Linked DNA regions of Mus musculus: regions 1, 3, 4 and 5 are each linked to region 2. The links are chromatin contacts, called in public HiCAR-type and promoter capture Hi-C maps. All regions are on one chromosome and are shown on one strand. The core of a region is the stretch at or near the end of the contact, and the rest is flanking DNA. Distances in the headings are between cores, read along the strand shown. Region 1 holds the start of 8430429K09Rik (RIKEN cDNA 8430429K09 gene). Region 2 holds the start of Ube2d-ps (ubiquitin-conjugating enzyme E2D, pseudogene). Region 3 holds the start of Patz1 (POZ (BTB) and AT hook containing zinc finger 1). Region 4 holds the start of Tug1 (taurine upregulated gene 1). Region 5 holds the start of Pik3ip1 (phosphoinositide-3-kinase interacting protein 1).

Region 1 (2,701 bases), core at 107-2,606, 2.3 Mb before region 2:
ACTCTTTAAGACTGAAACAGCAGGATCCGGGTTCAAGGCCAACTACAAAAGGAGCTTGAGGACAGCCTGAGATCCCTGAGACCCTGTCTCAGACCACAAAAGAAGTATCACATACACTCTGAAGACAGAGTTATCAGTGGAGAGGTAAGAGTCACAATAAATACTAATACGAGCCTTTTAAATTGGAAAGGGCCGCCTCCTGTATACTTCCTTTCCCAAGGAGACAGTCAATCCCCATCAGTCGTCACCTCTGATAATTCTTCCGTTAAATTCTTAATAGTAAGTACACATGTGTCTTCCCCCTAGAACCTACCTATTAATCGTAGCTGTACCTCTTTCAGCTACAAAGATCAAGCAGGAGGCCTCTTTGCCATAACTCCCCCACCCAACCCCCACCCCCACCCCGCGCCAGCTTTTAAAGATAGTTAGTTATTCTCCTCCGGCGTTCTTTCCTAAGCTAGAAGTTTCATAGAATCGAGCCGGCTCCAGCTGCCTCGAATCGAGTACCGCATTCACAGCGGGACCGCACTTCGGATGAGCAGGCTTCAAACACGAGTAGGACTCCAGAGGAGAACGTTCAAAATAAGGTTTCCTAGGATCCAGACCCAGATTCGAAACAAGCTGTGGGAAAAGCCCAGGGCTGGAGAGCCGGCATCCCGGAGGGTTTCGGAGCAGGTGCTGTGGAGGCCCACGCTTTTGAGACAGCTGTGCCCGGTTGTACAGCTGTGGGAACTAGGTTCAGGGAGGTCAAAGACTTGGCCTCGAACGCACAGTGAGCTGCAGGCAGCGAACTCAAGTCCAGGTCTCCTACGCTTCACCCCAAATCTGTTCACCGCATTCCTCATCTTTCCACTCCACCAAATCGCCACCCACGAGAGAGGCGGTCCCGCCCCCGAGGCTACGGGAGTCAGGACGAGCCCCGTCTGGAAGGGGAGCTTGTGCGCACCCTTCTTTCCCTTTTCTGGGGCCTTAGTTTGCCCAATCTGTACCCACGGATGCCAGTCTGACCTTCCTTCTGGGACCTGGACAGAGCCAGACTGGATGACTCCTGGCCCTTGGCTTCAGATCCCTGAGCCTGGGAAGGGGGTCCCATGCCTCCCGGGCCCGCCGTCCCAGCTCGTCACCTACCTGCCGCCGCGGTAGAGCGAGCGCCAGCGACGCCAGCTGTCCGTTCCCCCGTCCCGGAGTAGCCGAGCCAGTCTTAGAGACGCGTCAGTCAGAAAGATTGAACCTCCGACCCCTCCTACCGGGAACTTGGTCACCTGACGCGGAGCCGCCTCTAGTAGAACAACTTCCGGTTCCAGCCGGAAAAGGCTGGTGTGCAGCGCTGCTCTCCGGCCCAGGCGCCCGGCTGGTAAGTTCCGCCCCGGGACAGGAAGGGGAGGGCGTCTGGTCTTTCCGTAGGGTTTCCTAGCGCTGGAAGAGGAGGGAAGGCAGCTCGGTGGATGGGCGAGCTCGCCTCGCCCGCGTGAAGACGTGGGAATAAATATGTGCGTACCCGCCAGCTAATCATAGCATTCATTCGGGTGATGGGTCAGAACTTCAATGTCGTTTTCGAAGCAGGCTTGGGATACATGGGACCGTGTCGCAAAAATAATGGGCGGATGAAAAAGCCAGTTCTAGAAATACCAGTTTGGAATGCCTTGTACAAGAAAGTAAGGTCAGTGGTTGTTCTGTTTTATAAAGAAGAAGAACAGGAGGAGGAGGCATGGGAAGTGGAGTAGGAAAGGGAGTAGAGAATGAGGAGAAGGGAGAGAGGCCGGCCAGGAACGCGTGAAGAGAGAGGGCGGAGGGGGAAGGGGGCAAAGAGTAAGGGAGAGGAGGGGGCGAACAGCCCCTTTTATAGTAAGCCGGGCATACCTCGCTGTTGCCAGGTAACTGTGGGGCGGAGCCTAGAAGGAATGCTAACAGTGGTGATGGATGAGAATGTGCAAAACGACCCAGGAGCTCTCTTGAAGACTCTACTAGCCAAATCTGTGAAATTTCAGTATCAAAATAATAAAGGTAATAAGAGTATAACTAATTGGAGCCCATGAGATGGTTCAGAGGTAAAGATGTTTGCTGCCAAGCCTGTCAACTCTAGTTCAGTCCCCAGAAACCCAGCGGTGGAAGGAAAGGAGTCTGGCAAGTTGTCATCAGACCTTCACATGTATACAGAGACACTTAATAAATACATGGTAATTTATTTTAAAACTAATTAGATGAACTTGTAACCAATGAGGGATTGTTTTTTTTTTACAGTAGCAAGTGCATTTATTATATTTAAAAATAACTAGAAAAATTGGTGTTTTAGCTTTCCATATATAAAAACATGTGAGTCCAGTGCAACAGTGCTCAGTGCAGGTGAGTGATTTTGCTGTGCAGCTCCTACAAAGCTGCATAGCTGTGCTGTTGCAGGGGTGGGGGGAGTGGGGGGTGGAGAGCCGGCACACCTCATTCTGTAGAACAAGAAGGGACTTCCGTCCTGCCTCGGACAAGCAGTAGCAGTAGCATTCCTGTGTGTAAGCTGAGGTAGGGCTGGCACACCGGCCTTGTATCCTGTACTGGATGGCTTTCAGCTTCTGCTTGCCAGTGTGAAAGCCCAAACGCCAGATGGCAGGTGAGCCTGCATCCTCTCCCCAGAGTCCTTGACCTTATCAATCTCTAGCTCCACCTGTGGGGGACCTGAGGGATCGGTCAGAATACTCCTCCTCCTTCTGTT
Region 2 (2,872 bases), core at 313-2,812:
ACAATAGCATAACTAAAGGTAAGGAAGTAAAACTTAAAGACAGCAGACCCTAAGGGATCACAGAGAGCCCTGAATGTATTCCCACAGGCCACAGATCTTCCTTGTGGAGTTTTGGAAGAGGGTGGAGCTTGGTAAGGCTTATAGTTTAGAGGACAGTTCATGACATGTGTTTAGGATAAACTAGGAGAATAGGTGAATGGCATATAGGAATCTGGCTGGGAAACCATTTAAGTGTTCGATTCATTGTTTTTGTTTTGGGCAGGGTTTGTATGCGTATGTGCAGGAACATGACAGAGGCCAGAGTAGAATGCCAGATATATGACAGAGTAAATGCTACTCTTTGTGCCTTACTGCTTTTGGTGCAAGGTCTCTCACTGAACTGGAATCTCACTATCTATGCTAAGGTAGCTCCAGGGATCCTGTCATGCCGGCTACCCAGTGCTGGGGTTAGAGACATGAGTAGCCAACCTCACCTTTTCTGTGGGTACTAATGATCTCAGGGCCCCATGCTTGCACCACAAGCACTCCTATCTACTATCTCCTCAGCTCCTCTAGTTTTAGATTTTCCTTTGGGGATCTTTCTCTCTTTCTTTCTTTCTTTCTTTCTTTCTTTCTTTCTTTCTTTTTTTGGTTTTTCCAGACAGGGTTTCTCTGCATAGCTCTGGCTGTCCTGGAACTCACTTTGTAGACCAGGCTGGCCTTGAACTCAGGAATCCGCCTGTCTCTGACTCCTGAGTGCTGGGATTAAAGGTGTGCGCCACCACGCCCGGCTTTTTTTTTTTTTTTAAGACATGGTCTTACTCTGCAATCCAGGCTGGCCTCAAACTCACTATGTAGCCCAGTCTGGTGTTGGAACACCTTTGGTCCAGAGCAACTGCACTAGCATACCCTATTAGGTTTATCTGTCTGGAAACAATATATATGATTATTTATATAGAGAGTCCAGATTCTTTACTGTATGAGGCACGCTGATATTATGTATTTTGCCATATTCTATTTCATTTCCAAGATGTTGGCTACAATCTATTACACAGATTTTGTGACATACCACTAAGTTCTTTACACTTGGTCTTAAACAGTTCGATGTCTTGGGGAAAGGGAAGCAGAGTTTAGCTTGGGATGTGCACTTTCAGGCTGAGTCTCAATAGCGGCAGTGCATTGAAGCCAACTAAGTACTACTGAAAATGCAGCTCTCCAGACATGTAGATGCATCTGTGCTCAGCACCTACGCGTATTCAGAAATATCTGTAACACTTCTGCCCAGAAAGCATATAAAAGTGAATGTATACTTACAGCGCTGACAACCACTAAGCTCAGGAGTTAAGTGACAGCCTGGGGAGGAGCCCAGGGAGGGGCAGAGAGCATAGCGTGTGGCACCTGCGGTTTCAGGCATGTCCTGGTGCCCAGGCCCCTCGCCTAGCAGAAACCAGAGCCACAGGGCCGTGACCGTGGCCGAGTAACTGACCGTGCGCGACTCCGTGGTCAGACCCAGGACTGCTGCGCGCACTAGCTACCCACAGCGCACCGCGGCGCGCACGCGTAGAGCGCCGTTCCCGGCGTGCAGCGTTGCGGCCCAGGCGGCCGTCTTAGTCTGCCCCGCAGGGCCGGTGGGGCACGAGCAGCGGGAACATGGCTCTAAAACGGATCCAGAAGGTAAGAGTGGCGGAAACGGGGTCCTCCCGCCCGTCCACTCTGCGGGCTGTCGCAGCGAATAGAACCCCGCGGCTGAGGTGCGGCAGGGCGCACTGACACTTGCCCCGCGCGAGTTCCGCCGCGGTCGGCGCAGACTTAGGAGGTGGCTGAGTGCCTCTGGCGGGCGACTCGCGGGGGCGGAGTCATGCGACCGGGTCACGTGCGCGCGCAGCTTTGGGCGGAGTTTAGGGAAGCAGAGGGGTGTCTCCCAGGGTGCCTAGCACGAGAGGCTGAGCTGCGGGAGAATTTCATCCCGTAGGTTTGTATTAGCCCATTAACCTAGAGCCTGGTAATTGCATCTCAGAAAAAGAAGCCACCAATCCACCCTTTACCATTTGTTAACGTTTTAGCCTATCCACTTTTCGTCCTTTTCCTAAAGAAAATTATTTTATATTTCTAAGTTGTTTTTTGTTCCGTTTTGGTTTGGTTTGGTTTGGTTTTTTGAGACACGGCCTCCTGGCAGACCCAGAACTCGCTATGTAGACAAGGCCAGCCTCAAACTCACAGAGATCCTCCTGCCTCTGGTTGCCGAGGGGCGTGCACCACCATACCCTGCATTATACTGTAATTTATGATCCATGTTTTCACATAGTATTAATAGTTGGAATTTTTTTAAAGATTTATTTATTTATTTATTTATTTATTTATTTATTATATGTAAGTACACTGTAGCTGTCCTCAGACACTCCAGAAGAGGGAGTCAGATCTCGTTACGGATGGTTGTGAGCCACCATGTGGTTGCTGGGATTTGAACTCCTGACCTTCGGAAGAGCAGTCGGGTGCTCTTACCCATTGAGCCATCTCACCAACCCTAGTTGGGATTTTCTATACTGCAAAATGGTATTTATAACCTCTTTTTTAAAGGATTTGGGGCCGGGCGTGGTGTTGCATACCTTTTATCCCAGCACTTGGGAGGCAGAGGCAGACGGAGTTCGAGGACAGCCTGATCTACAGAGGACAGCCAAGGCTATACAGAGAAACCCTGTCTCGAAAAACCAAAAAAAAAAAAAAGATTTGCTCACTTATATGTGGGTGTAAGGTGCCCTGTGTAGGTGCCAAGAATCATACTCAGGAGCTCTGGAAGAGCAGTTCATGCCCTTAACCACTGAGCCATCTCTCCAGCCCTATGACCCTAACTTTTAGCATTAGCATGATTCTTTCCACCAAGTGGATCCAGGTT
Region 3 (2,766 bases), core at 114-2,613, 2.5 Mb before region 2:
CTTCACGCTCCCTGGGGCACAAAGCCCAAGTAGCTGTGGGTGGGGAAAACGACCTATCTCTAGTTATCCAGGCGTGCCGGGCATTTGCCTCGGTCAGTGTGAGGCAGGCAGAAGGTTCCGCCTGCGTCGGATCGGGATCCCGTCTCCTTCCTAGGGCAGCAGAGCGGGAGGTCTCAGCCGACTTCTAGGGATTTCGGCCATCAAAGGAGAACTAGGCAGGGTGCTGATGCCCGTCCGACCTGCGGGTGCGCAAGGTAGGCTGGGGGGCTCAGATCCACAGGCTCTGGCTGCCCATCCCGCACGCTCGCCTACACTCTGGGCGGGCAGCGGAGGGGCGGCTGTAGCTGGTTTGCTGGCTCGGCGCTCAGATCGTATTGGCCGGGGTCGGGGGGGGGGTGGTGGTGTGTGGGGGGTGGTTGAGGCTGCAGCCCCGGGCCCCGCGGGCGGGGTGGGGAGGCGGAGGATCAGGCTGCGCTAGCATTGGCGGAGCTGGGGAGTGGGGGCAGGAAGCGAGCGGAGCGGAGCTGCAGGGGGGGGGGTTGTATAAATAGGGAATGGGGGACGTGCATCCTCCGCTGGGTGAGGGGGGGGGGCGTTCGGCACAAAGAAAGTGGAAAGTTTGCAGCGCTAGGCGGCCCAAGCTAGGGAGCCGGATGCGCACGTGCTGAGTCGGGGCGACCGAGACCCCCCACGCCGAGCTCGCTGCTTTTTTTTCTTTCTGCAAGCTGGGGGGGGGGGTGTTGTTGGTATCGCCCCCTCCTTCTCCTCCCCCCAGGGGTGAAAGTGCAAGAGGAAGTGCAGCCGCTGCCATCTTTCCTCCGTTCCGAACGCACGGAGCCTGGGGCCGCAGCGCCGCCGCCACTCGTGCCTGGCTTGGGAAAGGGCCCACCCTGCTACTGCCACCCGCTCGCTTCGGCCGCCGCCTTCGCCGGGCTCCAAGACTCGGCCTACGCCACCGCCCCTGTGCGCGCGGACCGCCGCCTTCGCCTTCGCCTTTTGTTTCCTTTGCTCCGGCGCCCCCACCCCGGCTCGCGCTTTGCAGGGGACGCAGCGCGCGCCCCCAGTGGGCCCGGGAAAAGCCTCGGAGCGCGCGCTTGCGCTTGCGCGGCGGACCCCTCCTCCTCCCCGCGCGCGCGCGCGCGCCTTTTGGCCGCGCGCCGGCGCCGCCTGGCGGGCGGGAGGGGAGGTGGCAGCTGCGTTTGCAGGAGGGGCGCACCTCTTCGCTCGTTTACCCCTGGAAGGTAGACCTAGAGAGGGAGGCGGGCAGGCGGAGAGGGAGTGCTACGCGGGTCCGGCGGAGGTTAAGGGCGGCAATGTGGGGGGCAGTGCCCCGCTGGGTCTAGCCCTTTTTATTAGAGCAGGGGGCGTGTGCGCTGGGCGCACCTGAGAGTACTACCGAGCCCTGGGCCGCACGTGCGGGGAGTGTGAGTGGTCCGCTGCAAAAGGCGTCTCGCTGCCTAAGGGAAGGGACCAGGGACTGGCGGGTGCCCGGCCCGGCGAGTGGGGAAGGGGCAGCGACCATGGAGCGGGTCAACGACGCTTCTTGCGGTCCGTCGGGCTGCTACACCTACCAGGTGAGCAGACACAGTACGGAGATGCTGCACAACCTGAACCAACAACGCAAAAACGGCGGGCGCTTTTGCGACGTGCTCCTACGAGTAGGCGACGAGAGCTTCCCAGCGCACCGCGCCGTACTGGCTGCCTGCAGCGAGTACTTTGAGTCTGTGTTCAGCGCCCAGTTAGGCGACGGCGGAGCTGCAGATGGTGGTCCTGCTGATGTGGGAGGCGCGGCGGCGGCTCCAGGCGGCGGAGCTGGAGGCAGCCGCGAACTGGAGATGCACACCATCAGTTCCAAAGTGTTCGGAGACATCCTGGACTTCGCTTATACGTCCCGAATCGTTGTGCGCCTAGAGAGCTTCCCCGAGCTCATGACGGCCGCCAAGTTCCTGCTGATGAGGTCGGTCATCGAGATCTGCCAGGAAGTAATCAAACAGTCCAACGTGCAGATCCTCGTGCCCCCTGCCCGGGCTGATATCATGCTCTTTCGCCCACCTGGGACTTCTGACTTGGGCTTCCCTTTGGACATGACCAACGGGGCAGCCATGGCAGCCAACAGTAACGGTATTGCTGGCAGTATGCAGCCCGAGGAGGAGGCTGCCAGGGCCACAGGTGCTGCTATTGCGGGCCAAGCTTCTCTGCCTGTGTTACCCGGGGTGGACAGATTGCCCATGGTGGCTGGACCCCTATCCCCCCAACTACTGACTTCTCCGTTCCCTAATGTGGCATCCAGTGCACCTCCACTAACTAGCAAGCGAGGCCGGGGACGCCCCAGGAAGGCCAACCTGCTGGACTCCATGTTTGGGTCTCCAGGGGGCTTGAGGGAAGCAGGCATCCTTCCATGTGGCCTGTGCGGGAAGGTGTTCACTGACGCCAACCGGCTCCGGCAACATGAGGCCCAGCACGGCGTCACAAGCCTCCAGTTGGGCTATATCGATCTTCCTCCTCCAAGGCTGGGTGAGAATGGGTTACCCATCTCCGAGGACCCCGATGGCCCCAGAAAAAGGAGCCGGACCAGGAAGCAAGTGGCTTGTGAGATCTGTGGCAAGATCTTTCGTGACGTATACCATCTCAACCGGCATAAGCTTTCCCACTCGGGGGAGAAGCCGTACTCGTGCCCGGTGTGTGGTCTGCGGTTCAAGAGAAAAGACCGAATGTCGTACCATGTGAGGTCCCATGATGGGTCAGTGGGCAAACCGTACATCTGCC
Region 4 (2,732 bases), core at 13-2,512, 2.1 Mb before region 2:
CAGGAATCCAACGCCTGGTTCAGTCTGTTCCAAGTAGCCCTCTTGCTAAAAATCCATGTGCACTATTAACTGGTTTTGGCAGCACCATTTAAAAATAATCCTGTTCACTATCAACCACGAAAACCAGGGATATAAAATAGGAGCAAATAATGGGTGTCAATCATGGTTGTAAAAAAATAGTTAACGAGAGAAAAGTAGTCAGGCACCAGTACGAGCAGCAGAAAACAATCGCTGGGCCAGAGATTACACTTCTTGTTACTCGAGGACACATTCACTCCTAATTGTAGCTGCTTTCTAGTGGGTGCCATTGTACCATAGGCATCAGCCACCCTTCAGGCACCCTATGGTGAAAGGAAAGGGCTTTGACTAAAAGCCAAGCAGTGAAGTGATGGTACCTGAAACAGCCATTATGCAGTAAGAAGCAGCTCACATATACCAGGGACTCAAATGGGGGCTTCATATTGGTTGTGAAGGGTCCCAGATGACATGTAGGCCTCAGTTTCCTCCCGGTGGCAAAAACTGTTCTAAACTCTTCTGGGTCATAGCCCCCTTTGAAAACTCGCTACTGAAGGATCTACTCATCCCCCTAGAAAACACTTTCCCACGTGTTTCTGTACAGAAGAAGTTCAGGGAACCTTCCCATCTCCAACTCCAATAAAAGGTTCCCGAATTTAATTTCAGGGAATGAGCAATTGTTATGACTTCTTGCAACTCAAAGGAAAAAAAAACAATAATCATCTTTCTGTAAACCGACACTTTTGAAGAGAGCTTCCAATTCCATACACACACTGATAGGCAGAGGAGGAAACTGAGGCGCAGACAGATTACAGAGTGACTTGCCTAAGGTCACTCGGCCAGCGAGTGGCTAGGCCCGGAAGCAAACCCAGATCTTCCGACTCCGGAGCTCGAATCCCCACCCCGGAGCTGCCGCCAGCGCTCTCGCTCCCCACTAAGGTGGCATAAGTAGGAAAAGGCAAAGGAGGAAGCCCACCACCAACCATCCTCCAGCTCCCTCTTGACCCTCCAACTGGGTCCTAGCAGGCCCCGAGGGGTGGCGCCAGGCCTCCAGGCCAGCCCCGGCCACCCCAGCTTCCCCCGCCGCCTCCCCGGGAGCGGGGCGGAGTTGCCCGCCGCCGCCAACCACCCGGACGACCCCTCGTCGGATCGCAAAAGCATAGGCCGCCGCCCGAGTTCTGCGTACGAGAAGAAAGACGCGGCGCGAGCGCCAACGGCCACCGGGCGCGCGCCGCGGCGGCCGGGCCTGCGCCCCAAGAGCTGGATGCCAGAGCAGGAGAAAGAGCCGCCAACCGATCGCTCGATCGACCGCACGCCCGCTCCTTCGCCCTACCAGACCGGGGAGGGGGGGAGGGCGCGCCAGGGCTTCTTCGAGTTAGGGGCCTGACTCCCCGGCGACAAGACAAGATGGCTCCTCCGCTCTGCTCTGCAGCTACCGTCCCGGCTGCGTCTCTCGGCCCGCCCCCGGTACTGTTCCTTTAAATGGCCGAGAGGGGTCAGGAAAGCAGGAAGAGAGGCGCGCGCCCTCACGTGATGGGGGCGGACCGGCCAAACAAGATCCGGTCACGTGGACCGACGTCGCTCGCCAATCAGAAGGTGGAGTCTCAGGGCGGGGGCGGGAAGACTTCGAGCTCTGTGATTGGCCGAAGGTGCGCTGGAGGCCTCGGCGGCCGGGCCGTCGGGAGTGAGCGAGGTGATTCGCGCTGCGTGCGCTTACGGAGACAAAGCGGTGGCTGAGGTAGCGGTGGCGCGGGCAGCACCGGCCGCAAAGCCGTACTGAACGCTGAATCTCGTGACGCCCAGCCTGTCATCGTCTGTTGAGGCGCGGCGTGTCGTGTCGTGTCGCGGCGCGGGCGGGCGGCGGCGGCGGCGGCGGCAGCGGCAGCGGAGGCAGCACATGGTTCCAAGAGCGCGCTGCGGTGGTTGAGTTCCAATTCCACGGGGAGGGACAAAGGCATCTGCGAGCTGCAGGCAACGCCCGATCGGATCTGGTGGTGCACTCGCCACTTTCCTCTGTTCTCCCAGGCTCTGGGACTAACTCCTGTCTGTCGGTAGCGAGGAGGTGGCCACAGGACCCAGGCCTGGGAAGGCCCGAGGGCCCGAGGCCATCTTCTGAAGGGTGTGGGGGAAGGGCGCACCTGAGGTGATTCGGGAGGGTAGGTTGTGAGGTGTTTCTGTGGGCCACTGTGAGTAATTTCACCCACAACCTGTGGTGATTGTGGCATAATAGCAAGCTGTGTTTGGGCGGGGTTTGGGAAAAGAAATCTGTCAGTCAGCACCAAGGACCTTTCTGTTGGAAAGCGGTGAAGCCAGAAGTAGCCTCCACTCCACTGCACTGTCCAGTAGAGCACTCTTTTGAGGAGCCTGGTGTCTTCGGTGGTGACAAAGTCTTCGGTGGTAATGAAGTAGGTGAACCGTCAGAAGTAGGTCAATTTCCTGAATTTAGGAGAACAGAAAAGGACTTGAACGTGAAGTTGAAGCTGTAAACCTCCAAGTTTGAAGACCATTCAGAACCGTTCACTTTTGATGTGCGTCGGAATTGTGTGAAGAAAGCTTGACCCCCCGGAGCACTTAAGGACAGTAGGTTTCGAATATAGTTCTTTCCAAAGTATTACATCAGAGTCATTGAAATACTTAAATCACTCGCAGTTTTAAATATCTGCCTGTATTTTGAATAGATACTAGGGAAATTTTTTTTTTATGTGTCACTAAGAAGC
Region 5 (2,700 bases), core at 49-2,548, 2.4 Mb before region 2:
CCACCCCTCCCCAACCCCACCCCCACACGCACACACACGCACTCTTTGGGGGGCGGTGTTTATATGTGTGTTTTGCCAGCATATGTGTATGTGCATGACTGAGTATCAGAGGAGGGAGTCCATATTCTGGATCTGGACACAGATGGCCTTATGCTAAGTGCTGGGAACTGAACTAAGTGCTCCGCAAGAGCAACAAGTGCTCGTAACTAATGAGCCACCTCCCCAGTCCGGACAATGGTTTTAAAAGGCATGTCAGGTGGTTTGGGGACATGGTTCAGAGACTAGGAGTACTTGCTGCTCTTCAAGAAGAGCTGACCCGAGTTCCACTGCCTACTTCAGCTACCTCCCATGGTCGACAACTGCCTATAACCCCAGTTCTTGAGGCCCTGAAGTTTTCCTATGGCCTGAGTACAGACACAGATAAACCCACAAATAAAAATAACCCTTTTCTTCTTAAAAGACACATCAGGGTTCAATCACTTCTCATAGTTAGAATCACATTAGCTTTCCACTATGATAAAGTCTATAAAACTTACTTCATAGTGTTATTTTTTTCCTCCCTACATTGTGGCAAGATCAAAACAGAGTTTCTATTCTTGGATTTGCCCCAGTCACAAGGTAGTCTTGGCAAACCACCCTGTTCTCTCAGTTTACTGAGGCTGCTTGGGAACTTCAACTGCCAGCCAAATAGAAACTCCAAAAGCCCTAAGTTATGTGGATGTGGTTTAACTGTAGACACAAATTATTGCAACTAGATTTCCTATATACTGCTTGAGGGGAGTTGGAAGGAAGACATTTTACTTCTGGGCTGGTAAAAAGGGTGGACTTTACAATATAGCTAAAGGAATTCAATGTTTGTGTAACATGTATTTTCAGCTAATGATACCCTTTCTGTGTTCCTACTATATATGGATAACCCAAACCTCAAATGTTAGTAAAGGAATGTGACTGAACTGGCCCTAGCAAAGTACAATTTAAATATATTGCTTCCAGACAGATAATTCTTAGTTGTGCTGTCTATGTGGTCTTAAATTCTTCCTGCTTCTGCAATCAGCATCCGCTCTTACAACTGTGTAGTGCTTTTGGGGCTCCTAATCCACCCCACTCCACGATGCCTTCTGACACAGTGACTCTGTACTCACACTGGTGGAAAAGGAAGAAAAGCCCTGGGCATGCAGTTGTGCAGGTCTCACGCGGAGCTGCTGCTAAGCAAAACCTCTCTGCCACTCTCGGCTTGGCTGAGTTCCTCTCTTGGCTCAGGGTTAGTGATCTGGTAAGGTCTAGGAGGCTTAGGACCCAGGGGGCGCCTTTCAGCTGAAAAACACCTCGGCTGCAGCAAGCTAGCTGGGAAGCTCCCAGTTCTAAAGAGAGGCTGTTTACCAGAAGAGCATAACAGGGGCCGGCCAGTCTGACTGCAAGGAGACAAAACTGCTGCCAAGGAGGACCCCCCCCCCCCATTTGGACACTGGCTGTTGAGTCACCTGCGAGCCGAAGAGACGAGGATGCTGTTGGCTTGGGTACACACATTTCTTCTCAGCAACATGCTTCTGGCAGAAGCCTATGGATCTGGAGGTGAGATTACGTTTTCTCCCCCTTTCTGCAGCAACTTAAATGAAACAGATTCCCCAAACGTGGTCAGGCCGACAGGGAAGGAAGGTTTTGGCTGCTTTTCTCGTTATCCTACGAAAGCATTCTTCTCTCCTCTCTCCTTCCTTGCCAGAGGCTTGCAGCTCCATCTTTGCCATTAAGAACAAAGACAAGTAGTCACTTTCTCTTTCCCTTTCCTTTCACACGAGTGGATGGAGTGGAATTCGTCTCTTCTACTCCCCAGAGTCTTACCCTTTTAAAGTCCGTTTGCTTTGTGTGGCAGGCGCACGAACCTCCCCTCTCCAGCCTCCTCCCGTGGCTCTCTGCTGAGGGGAGTGGGAGCTTAAGAGATGAGGCAGAGACCCTCAGCTGGGGTCTCTATTGGATCTTTTGCTTCCCTGAATCAAAGGCTTTTGTGGAATTCTCTTGGGAGCTGGCGGTGTCTGTTAAACTAGCAGAAAGTGGCTGTATTCGTAGAGAAGGGAACACCAGTTTATATAACATTGACTTCTCAACACTGGGATGACTTCCATGTCTGACTGCCCAGAACCAAACTCACCATCTCCACAGAAAGACCTTAGGGAGAAAGACCTTCTTGTACCTTCAAAGTGGTCCCAAGTCCAAGAATAACAACCCTTTGCAGTTGTGCAGCGATCTTAAGCTTTTTTAAAAGGAAGGAAGGAAGGAAGGAAGGAAGGAAGGAAGGAAGGAAGGAAGGAAGGAAGGAAGGAAGGGAAGGGAAGGGAAGGGAAGGGAAGGAAGAAGAAAGCTAAATCGAGTGTTGTGTGTGGACCAAACGCCGCCAGGGGCGTGACACTCTGAGGTACACAGGGCTTTCTCCCGCGGGGCCAGAGAAACGCACTAAGAGTCTCGGGCGGGTTCCTCTTCCTCATAGGCTGCTTCTGGGACAACGGCCACCTGTACCGGGAGGACCAGCCCTCGCCCGCGCCGGGTCTCCGCTGCCTCAACTGGTTGGCCGCGCAAGGCAGCCGCGAGTCGCTCACCGAGCCCAGTGAGTGTCCGCCGGGGAGGCGGGCGGGGTTGGTGGGCGGCGGCCGCGGCCCTTGACTCCTCTTCTCCCCACCTCAGGCCCGGGCAACCACAACTACTGCC

What was found. Promoter capture Hi-C pulls out the DNA fragments that hold promoters and counts their contacts. HiCAR-type assays count read pairs that join an accessible place to other places. Capture Hi-C pulls out chosen DNA fragments and counts their contacts.
Region 1: a contact with region 2 is called in a HiCAR-type map of astrocytes, with 7 times the contacts expected there. The contact joins the promoter of 8430429K09Rik here to the promoter of Ube2d-ps in region 2.
Region 3: a contact with region 2 is called in a promoter capture Hi-C map of liver, with 5 times the contacts expected there. The contact joins the promoter of Patz1 here to the promoter of Ube2d-ps in region 2. A contact is called at or near these places in 1 of 39 promoter capture datasets (liver) and 2 of 9 other capture datasets (adipose tissue and liver).
Region 4: a contact with region 2 is called in a promoter capture Hi-C map of adipose tissue, with 6 times the contacts expected there. The contact joins the promoter of Tug1 here to the promoter of Ube2d-ps in region 2. A contact is called at or near these places in 3 of 39 promoter capture datasets (hippocampal neurons and liver) and 1 of 9 other capture datasets (adipose tissue).
Region 5: a HiCAR-type map of astrocytes shows a contact between it and region 2, with 6 times the contacts expected there. The contact joins the promoter of Pik3ip1 here to the promoter of Ube2d-ps in region 2. A contact is called at or near these places in 1 of 39 promoter capture datasets (liver) and 1 of 115 datasets of contacts at active chromatin or transcription factors (astrocytes).

What each region holds. Positions count from the first base shown.
Region 1 is chr11:3,451,081-3,453,781 of GRCm38.p6, forward strand. It overlaps 8430429K09Rik (RIKEN cDNA 8430429K09 gene), which reads left to right and starts at 1,357. Exons shown (of 4, transcript NR_028317.1): 1 at 1,357-1,660. It overlaps Rnf185 (ring finger protein 185), which reads right to left and starts at 1,876. Exons shown (of 7, transcript NM_001290472.1): 1 at 1,129-1,876.
Region 2 is chr11:5,760,588-5,763,459 of GRCm38.p6, forward strand. Ube2d-ps (ubiquitin-conjugating enzyme E2D, pseudogene) reads left to right here and starts at 1,563. Exons shown (of 7, transcript NR_015577.1): 1 at 1,563-1,653. It also overlaps a transcript of Urgcp not described here.
Region 3 is chr11:3,289,094-3,291,859 of GRCm38.p6, forward strand. It overlaps Patz1 (POZ (BTB) and AT hook containing zinc finger 1), which reads left to right and starts at 1,364. Exons shown (of 4, transcript NM_019574.3): 1 at 1,364-2,766. The coding sequence starts at 1,521.
Region 4 is chr11:3,647,552-3,650,283 of GRCm38.p6, forward strand. It overlaps Tug1 (taurine upregulated gene 1), which reads right to left and starts at 1,263. Exons shown (of 4, transcript NR_002321.2): 1 at 1,202-1,263. Morc2a (microrchidia 2A) reads left to right here and starts at 1,886. Exons shown (of 27, transcript NM_001159288.2): 1 at 1,886-2,595.
Region 5 is chr11:3,329,433-3,332,132 of GRCm38.p6, forward strand. It overlaps Pik3ip1 (phosphoinositide-3-kinase interacting protein 1), which reads left to right and starts at 1,299. Exons shown (of 6, transcript NM_178149.4): 1 at 1,299-1,572; 2 at 2,483-2,599; 3 at 2,677-2,700. The coding sequence starts at 1,503. It overlaps Gm12592 (predicted gene 12592), which reads right to left and starts at 1,758. Exons shown (of 2, transcript NR_165248.1): 1 at 1,482-1,758.